2 separate regions of the Gossypium arboreum genome follow, and region 1 is linked to region 2. The links are chromatin contacts, called in public Hi-C maps. All regions are on one chromosome and are shown on one strand. Each heading gives the region's core, a stretch centred on a gene start, on an enhancer-like site or on the middle of the called end of the contact. The rest is flanking DNA. Distances are from core to core; before and after follow the strand shown. Region 1 holds the start of LOC108483273 (protein CURVATURE THYLAKOID 1A, chloroplastic-like). Region 2 holds the start of LOC108481042 (reticulon-like protein B5).

Evidence for each region. A called contact is a pair of places that touch in the nucleus more often than the background predicts.
Region 1: a contact with region 2 is called in a Hi-C map of leaf, with 2.6 times the contacts expected there. The contact joins the promoter of LOC108483273 here to the promoter of LOC108481042 in region 2. A contact is called at or near these places in 2 of 5 Hi-C or Micro-C datasets (both in leaf).

The regions. Positions count from the first base shown.
Region 1 is chr7:73,347,231-73,352,135 of ASM2569848v2, reverse strand. It overlaps LOC108483273 (protein CURVATURE THYLAKOID 1A, chloroplastic-like), which reads left to right and starts at 2,187. Exons shown (of 5, transcript XM_017786563.2): 1 at 2,187-2,459; 2 at 2,742-2,830; 3 at 2,917-3,024; 4 at 3,149-3,220; 5 at 3,436-3,731. The coding sequence starts at 2,306. The coding sequence ends at 3,501.
Region 2 is chr7:73,014,880-73,019,610 of ASM2569848v2, reverse strand. It overlaps LOC108481042 (reticulon-like protein B5), which reads left to right and starts at 1,352. Exons shown (of 5, transcript XM_017784217.2): 1 at 1,352-1,717; 2 at 2,266-2,446; 3 at 2,536-2,677; 4 at 2,752-2,821; 5 at 2,915-3,350. The coding sequence starts at 1,522. The coding sequence ends at 3,081.

The DNA.
Region 1 (4,905 bases), core at 938-3,437, 330 kb before region 2:
GATTCCCCATTCTTAATCTGACCTCGCAATAATTTTCACCATGACCAAGTCGCCCACAAATAAAACAAAAAAGTGACAACCTTTCATACTGGAATAAAACATAAATGAATCTGTTCTGCCCAATGCCTATTCGTTTCTTCCTTTTAAGTGGTAAACGAACATCAATTATAACCCTAACTCTCATGAATTTACTAACCCCTCTTGTCACCAATGATGAATCGTATTCCACAAATTTACCAACAAAATCTCCAATTTGACTTGCTGTTTCCTCTGATGTGTAACCAATAGGTAAATTATGTACCTGAACCCAAAAGACTGTATGCCAAAGGGGAACTGAATTAGGGTCTTCACCCTCTACCAATTTGTGAAAGATAATAAGATGACGATTAAAAAACCATGGTAGACCATGCAAGACTCGATTCAAATCAATTTCACTATAAAATTTGAATAAAATCCTCTTATCCTCCATCTCAGTAATGGTCACCCCTCTCAATGGGTGCCATAAATCGGCCAAAGTATTTTTTAATGCAGGAAAATTCACAATACTATCAAGAAGAACTCTCCTACCAGCACGCTTTATACAACTGCTCCACAGCGAGATCTTCTCCCAAAACCAAATAGGGATCTTCCTCTTCATCTATAATATTGAGATTAGCAAGATTTGTATCCACCAGATCAATATTAGCCATGTCGTACCTCAAGGAAACAACAAGATCCAAACCCTAAAGAATACTATTCGTGCTAGAAAGTAGACCAAAGAAAACCCTAATTCGTGCTACAAGGCAGACTAAGACTTAAGTACGAATTGAATAATTTTCGGTCTAGTTTTAAAAACCTTAATTAGATAGAGTATAAAAAAATTTCAAAAAAAAATAATTGTTTCATATAATTACTTTTACGAATTCAAATCCACCAAATGAACTTACTACTACTTACAACTTTGGTAGAGATCAAATATGTTCAAGTTAGCTCAAAAGCTCTTTGACGACTTCCAAGATGCTTACTCTGTTTGCAATCAACATTATCCCCATCAAACTCTAAAACTCAACATGTTTCTCACTTTCCATATTAAACACCACCACCAACCAAAATAAAACGTCCATCCAATTTTGATTCTCTGTTTTCGTCATTTACGAAATTCGATAACTTTTTTCAAAGAAATGGAGAGATAATACCCATATCTTGAAGCAACTTTAAGAATTTCTTTGATTTATCCACATCTCTTTTGCCTTTTAATTAATTTATAAGAAAATTAAACTTTTCTCACTTGGTACAACTTAACAAAATATAAAACCTTTTGAAAGGTTTATTATTATTTTTTTAACTTGAACATGTCATCAATAACTTTTAAACATTAGCCAAACGACAAAAGTTTTGAAAATCTAGTCCAGAAATTGAAAGCACGAGCTACACTAAACTATATAAAATAACTTTATCGATTTCATATTCCATGGAGATGTTTAACTTTTTCTCTCTCTAATACTTATCAATATATTTTGTGTTCATTTCTTTCTAAATCATTTGATATACTTTTTCCTTTTTTTGTATTTTTAGTTTTAATAAAGATGTTTTGGTTTTTTTATTTATAATTTATTTATGCTTTTTAAAATTTTTAAATTATTTTATCCAAAAAGAGTTTTTAATTTTTTTCTTTCTTTTCAACTTTTAGAATTAGAACTAAACTGAAAAATTTTATAAATGATCAAGGTTAAATCTATTGAATTTTTAGAATTAGATCTAAATGATAAATTTTGTATACATTGAAGGATAAATTTGTTAAATTTTTAAATTTAAGATCAAATTGATAAAATGTAAACGTTGAAAAGCTAAACTTGTTATTGGGTCAATAAAAAAAATCATTTCAGTTTTCTGTTAAGTATTTAATTGTAGGTGACTAAAATTTTAAATTTTAAAAACGTTAGTAATGAAGTTGAAAGTTTTTGAAGTTAGGTGATAAACATATAACCTATGCAAAGGTTTGGTTACCATCCAAGTAGTTTACCAAAAAAATAAAAAAGAACACGAACCAAAACATTACAAGACAAGACAACATGCCATGTGGAACTGCCCATGGTATCCAAAACGCCATGTGAGATAGCGAAACATGTGGATTGCAGATAGGGAATAGACCAATCAGAATCCCAACCTTATCCACGTGTCCCCAAATCACGCATCCAAGCCCAGCATCAAAACCAATTACAAAGAGAGCCATGCACCCACTGTAAGGATAGGATTTTGTTGTAGCATTCGAGCGGCCATAAATCCGGCTCCGACCCACCCAAAGTAGCTTGATTTTATTTGATATATGGTGACCGCCGCAGCATCCTCCATGGCGGCCACCGCCATTTTGGTTCCACGTGTCCACACTGCCGTTAGGATCACCTACTGCTCCGCCTTACCGTCTCTCCCTCCTCGCGTTTCCAGCTCTTCTTTTTCCTCTTCCGTTAAGCTAAGTCCAGGTACAGCTCTTATACATGGCCTTTTTAACACTCACTTCCAACATCACCTGCGAAATGTAATCACTAGTTCCAAGATTTCTTTTCTTATTTATTAACTTAAATTTTGAATGTATTGAAATTAAATTGCATTTTTTATGATAGTAAAAATATAATTTTATGGATTAAATAATTTATATTATCATGGGTTCGGCCCTGCCACCCGGATTCGCCACTGCATATGCAGGTTCTTAATTATGGGTTAGGATGATTTAATCTATGTCCATTTTTTGGCATCTAAAACAGAATCCCGGAGGTTTTCTCAGCTGCTGACAAAAGCCTCAGAGGAGACCGCTGTCGATGCTGGGGAGTTTTTCACTGACTTGAAGGAAAAGGTGAGGACATTGTCTTATACTATTATGTCTTGTAGATGATGGAGTTGTCTGCAACTGACATGGTTTCCTTCCCTTGTTTTTACTAGTGGGATAAAGTTGAGAGCAAGTCCACAGTTATTCTTTATGGTGGTGGGGCAATCGTTGCTGTTTGGTTATCATCTATTTTTGTTGGTGCTATCAACTCCGTCCCCTTGGTAATTCAACTCTCAACACTACACTTTCTGCTATCTGTATTCGTAATTAGATTGGCTAACAACACATCTTCCCTTTCGATTAAATCACTGATCCAAAACGAAATGATTTTCTGTGTTTTACCAGCTTCCAAAGATAATGGAGTTGGTTGGACTTGGATATACAGGATGGTTTGTCTACAGATACCTTCTTTTCAAGGTAGGGTTTATTAAACTGTGTAGCCCCATCAATCTTAGTACTGCCTAATGTTGTCCTCTTTCAGTGCTTATGTTATAGATGGTATTTAACTTAAAAACAATGGCTTCACTTACAGATTATTAATGTTTCTAAGACTAGTTAGGGTAAATAAATCATATGTACGCATTCCGCGCTAATCAAGAACCATGTGTTAACAACAAAGCTTATTTCCTCAGTCAAGCAGGAAGGAACTAGCTACGGATATTGAGTCACTGAAGAAGAAGATTGCTGAAACTGAATAGATGCACACAAAGATTGGCATGCCTTCATTTTATTTTTGGTCCCTTTGTACCCTGTAAAACAGACATGTGTATCATATCATGTAATTGTAGGATTGCCTTGTATATGTAATCCATGCCGAACTTTTTGTTTGCCCTGTTCTTAGAGTGATACTAGTCCATTTTTATGTGTATGTTCATGGGGGTATAATTTCCATCCCTCTATCTATAAATGCATCTTTAATCTGTATGAAGTATAGCTTGTTTCTTCCATTGAAATGACTCTGATTCATTTCCTTTCCCAATGGAGGGCAGCCTAATCATTCAGCAAAATGCGTTCAAATCTAATATCACAAACTGTATAAAACTTTTGGTTCTTATCCCCATTAAAGACAGTCTTCGACCATGAAAGACTCAAAGGTTTTGCAAAAGAATTCATGTAATTAAATGCTTAATCCCTTGTCCCCACTGAATGTGTAGTTTGCCTTTACATTTGCTAACGAACTCCTTTGTTAGCTTTGAGCTTTTCGCAAAAGTCAACTGCAAAACTAACACAACCCTTTTCCTTCATCCCCCACCAAAGCAGTAAAACGAGGTCTTTCAACATGATAAGAATACATGAATGAAAAAATCTAAAAATTATCATCATAAAAAGCAAACCTTACTCGATAATATAATACCTGTGTAGATCCCATTTGTGAATTATCAAAGTCAAGCATGCAAATGGTGATTAAACTTTTGTTGGATAATAGAAAAATAGAAACATTAATGGGGATATATATAGTGAAGGAATTCCACAAGGCTAGATTTTGTCTCCGGCCGGGGAGGTGGAACAGAGATGAATCTAGCCGTTGTGGGATAGTTTTTTAACAAGTATGGATAGTTTAGTAGTGTATCAAAATTTCTCCTTAATCTTTAGTAGAAAAAAAATTGATTTCTTTTTAATCGAAGAGAGAGAAGAAAAAAGAAGTTACAATCATCAATCTAGAATATGTTAAGCCATTACAATCATCTTTTAAGACCCTTCAAATAGAATCAGGTGGAGCGGCACGAAGATTTGTCCCAAAGTTAGCCAAGCTGTGGGCTACCTGGTTTCCCAGTTCCAAATAGCTCGAATAATAGCATTCGGAGTCTGTTCATTGTCCAGATTTTTCATCGCGAGACATCACTGAAAAATTCAACAAGGTTTGAACAGCCTGTATATCCAAGTGGTGTAAGCAAATTAAAGTCCCAACCGTTAAGCCAAATAAGGACAACCACGCAGATTCATGACCATCAAGTTTTCAGCAACCTGAAACAAACAAATATTGCATATAAAAAAGTACCCAGCTTATAAATTGCCAAAAACTAGCTAGTTACAAGCAGAAGAAACCGGCTTAAATGAATTAAAGAAGAAAGCAGGCAATGTGTGTATATATATATATACAT
Region 2 (4,731 bases), core at 103-2,602:
GTTAGATTAGTTAGCAGTTAGCAATTAGTTCAACATAAGCTATAAAAACACTTTGCTATTGTAATTTAAGTATGTTACAATATATTTTCATTCAAATTCAATACTAGTCTAGCTTTGTAATTCATCAATTACTGGCCATTTTTCAACACTTTCAACATCAACCATTTATGATTTTTTATATATTTATTTTTATAATTATTTAACTAAATTAATTGATTTAACTAAAAATTTAATTTTTACAATATATTTATATTTAAGCATTTCACCTGACTTGATTAGATTTAATTGCAATACAATGTAACTAACAATTAAAAAGAAATATTTTATTAGTATTTTATGATGTTAGTGATAAGTATACTACAAAATACACGATAATAAAATTTAAAAATAAATATTATCATATTCAGCCGGCTCAGAATCTAAATCTAGATATTTTTAAAAATAAATAATAAAATAAAATTTATTAATACAATGTAGTAATTGTTTATTTCATTTCTTAATTATAGAGTTTGAATTTTATCTTCACTACAAAAATAAAGCACGTGATGATGGCAAACACTTATTTCGTAAAAAAAGAAACAACAAAAAGCATAAGCCTTGATATGAATCTAACATGAAGCCCCACTGATGCAAAAAAGTGAAAATTCCAAAACGACCACTGAAAAGTGATAGCTGTCCATGCCACCCCATTGTCCCATTAAGATGAACTCTTGAAATAAAAGAATTCACCCTTCTCTCTCTCAGTAAATCAGTTGAAAGAATCCAATTTTATTCTAGACCCCACTGTACCATACCTCATTCAACATTTCAAATTCTCCCCCAACCTCACTCTCATTTAAGGTTTAGGATTAACGATAAATTTAACTATTAATATTTATTATATTTTATCAAAATTATTTTAATTGTATTTTTAAGTCTTTTTCAATCATCAATTTTATTCTTTTTATTTTTTTTTTTTTAACAAATTTAATAAAAATATCATTAAAAAATTAGTGGGGATGATTTAGAATTTCATATGTATAATATTTTAATGAGATATAATATATTATTAAGATAATCTAATAAGATAATTATACTGAAAAATAATAAAATAAATAAATAATACATTAAATTAAAAATAATTCTTAAATTAAAGAAAATAAACATAATTATTTAAAAATAATAATTTAATAAAAAATTTATCAGTAAACAAACGAATAGAAGATTAAAATATTTTGAAAGAAAAAAATTAAACATTTAAATTTACTCATTAAATTTATTAAAAAGTAAATTAAAAAAACAAAGGTTAATAATAAAAGAACTCAAAAATATGACTAGATAAAACACCTAAACTACGACAAATTTATCATTTAAGCCTAAGGTTTATACATTCCCTTTTAAGCCCAAGGTTTATGCATTCCTTCTTTATTAAAACCCTACAGTTCTACTGACATTCGCACTCACTTGTATACTGTTCGGACACCCTGACAGTCAATAAAGAATCCGTCTTTTTAGGGCACTGGTCCGGACTTTTTTTAACCAATGGCGGAGGAAACGGAGAGTAAGCAATCGGCGGTGGAGTCGGTGATGGAGAAGATCCACGGCCATGATTCATCGTCTTCTTCGGATTCGGATTCAGATCATGAGAAACCAGCTTCCCCTATCTCCGTTAAGGCTAAGATTTATCGGTTGTTTGGTAGGGAGAGACCTCTTCATCACGTTCTCGGTGGTGGAAAGCGTACGGCCTCTAAGCTCTCATTTCACTTTTCTTTTCTTTTTTCAAGTTTCGTTAGTGTGATCAGGATTTTATTGTTAGGTTTGTTTTTGACGAAGTTGATGGAAATGCGAGTAAAAATTACAAAAATGCAGTTGTTAGAGTGAATTTAAAAAAGAAATGTTAATTTGATGGAAGATCAATACATCTAAGTTTTAGTATTTTGCACTTTACGATCTGTTTGGTAGTTACGAAAGTGAATTTCATTTTTCGATTTGATTGGTTCTTGTATTTGTTACTGGAATTTGAAATTTGCTTAAGGAGTAAGCTACTTCAGACGTATATTTGGGGTTTGCTTTTGCCTTTTATTGTTTGCATTCTGGGAACGGAGCAAAGTATAACACATTCTAGACCAGTCGTTTAAAAGTAAGATTATCTAATCATTTAAGCACACAAGGAGTTTAAAAAAGTCTTGCTATTTACAAGTCTTATATTAATGGTTCTCGTTTGTGTCAGAATTAGATGATGGTGTTCTCTTTCCATTTCATTTGTTGGGTAATGATTTGATGCAGCTGCTGATGTGTTCTTGTGGAGGAACAAAAAGATATCAGCTGGGGTTCTTGGTGGAGCAACTGCAATCTGGGTCCTTTTTGAGTTGATCGAATACCACCTACTTACTCTGCTCTGTCACATTTCGATACTCTGTCTTGCAGTATTGTTCCTCTGGTCCAATGTCCATACCTTTATCCACAAGTAAGTTCTGGGGGTCTTTGCATGAGCTTTAATCTATTTAACATATTGATGGTTTCTTAAAGAATATAATATGACCTTTTTCTTCACAGGACTCCACCTCGCATCCCACAAGTTCATTTGCCAGAGGAGCCATTCCTTCAGATCGCCTCTGCTCTGACAATTGAACTTAACCAGGCATTGAAACTGCTGCGAGATATTGCATCTGGAAGGAATCTGAAGAAGTTTCTTGTGGTGTGTTTAGGGTTTAAGTCTTAATCTGAAGTGCATTGATTGGGGGGTCACTATATCCTTCTCTCTGATTTCAGGTTGTAGCAGCTTTTTGGGTCCTCTCCGTTGTGGGGAGTTGGTGCAATTTCTTGACCTTGTTCTACACATGTAATGACACTGGTCTCTTGCTTTTAGTGCCAAGTTAATTTATCTATACAAATGTCATACTGAATTCTGATCCATCTTCCCTATGGAAATCAGCTTTCGTGTTGCTGCATACGGTACCTGTTTTGTATGAGAAGTATGAGGACAAGGTTGACCCATTTGCAGAGAAGGCAGTGATTGAGATAAAAAAGCAATATGCAGTTTTTGATGCCAAGGTTCTGGGTAAAATTCCTACAGGTCCCTTGAAGACCAAAAAGGTTTAGAAGGCTCAGGTGTTTAAACCCTTAAAAACTCTTCGGTAGTTCTGGGTTACCTGGTTGTTGTAGTGTTGTCTGTTCACATTAGCTGGAGACACTTCCTCCTCAATCAATTGTTTACAAAAGTTTTGATTTCAAATTACATCTCTAAATGCAAATCAGTTGTTAGCAATAGGCCAAGCTTGCAGGTTGCACCAGAAGGTGATGGTTTTTTTTTTTTTTTTGTAAAACTTGTTTTATTTGAATAACAATCAGCTTTTTTATTATACTAAAAATTTAAGTGTAGAAACTACGTATTTAGATGTGTTTAAAAACAATATATAAAACATATGGTTTCAAACCAACTAATAATAACACATGTATAATATTAAAATGAAAAAATTTAGACTAAATTATGATTAAATTGAAATTTAAACATTTAAATACGTTAGCTTAAGAATATTAAATGTACTACTATTGTTTATCATGGTGTTGCTATCAATCTTGATGTTGTCGAGTTAACTTGTGACACTAATTTAATAAATAACATTATCAATATAGACAATTGATGAAAGTAATAAAGTGTGCATGATAAAATTAAGATATGCAAAACATTTTAAAATAAAGCTTTGATTGAGTGATAAAGTAAAATTTTTATTGACTCAAATGTTATGGGTTTAAATTCCACCATGTGCGAATTATTTGATGTTTTTTAAAATATAAAAAATAAAGTACCTTAAAATAATATAATTTATTTTAAATACAGAAAAATATTTTCCTAATTCCCTTGACTAAGTTGATGCCTAGTTGACACGTGACACTAACTCGGGGTTTAAATATAGATACGGTTATCACCTCACGCTTTACTTGTTTAGTATGGTTGTTTTAGAAGTTAATTCTCTTAAAACCTAAACTTAAGGTTTTGCTTGGTAGAGTGGAAAGAAAATTGAAATGATGAAAGATTGAAGGGAGTAAAAAATTTTGCATAGGTATGCTTGGTAGTAGAGATAGAAAAATGAAAAGAAAATTAGTTTTTTCTTTCCAACCATTGCTTGGTAGAAATTGAAAAATAGGAGAAAAAAATAAAATGTATGAAAAATGTAAAATTTTGAACTCATATACATCTTCTATTTTCTCTTCACTCGTCATTCCAATTTGAAATGATTAATTTATATGCATTAGAATGAAAACTACTCATTTCTCATATATTTTTCCTTACTTTTATTTTCAATCAAGCACGTTCAAAATTTATTTTCTTTCCACTTTTCTATTCCGTCTTCTCATCCCTTTGTTTTTTCACCTAACCAAGTAGAATACCAAAAAATTATCATAAAAAAATAGGAAAATCAATAATAAAAAGACTCTCATACAATAATGAAAAATCAATTCAATCCTTAATTTAGAAAACACATAATTAAACCTTTTGGTTGGCTCTCATTAAGATATAATTTTCAGCTAAAGTTCTTAACAAGCAATTAAATACTGACGTGGCAGCTAATGTAAAAATATAATATGATCGGCTTATTTGCTATTTTTATTTTTTTAAAATCTTAAGTTTTTTAAAATTTATTAAAATTATAAAAATTATTTTGTTAACTTGATATTATAAAAATTATAGAAAATTATATAGGAAAATCTTTAAAATGATTAAAAGTTAATAAAATTACTAGAAATTAT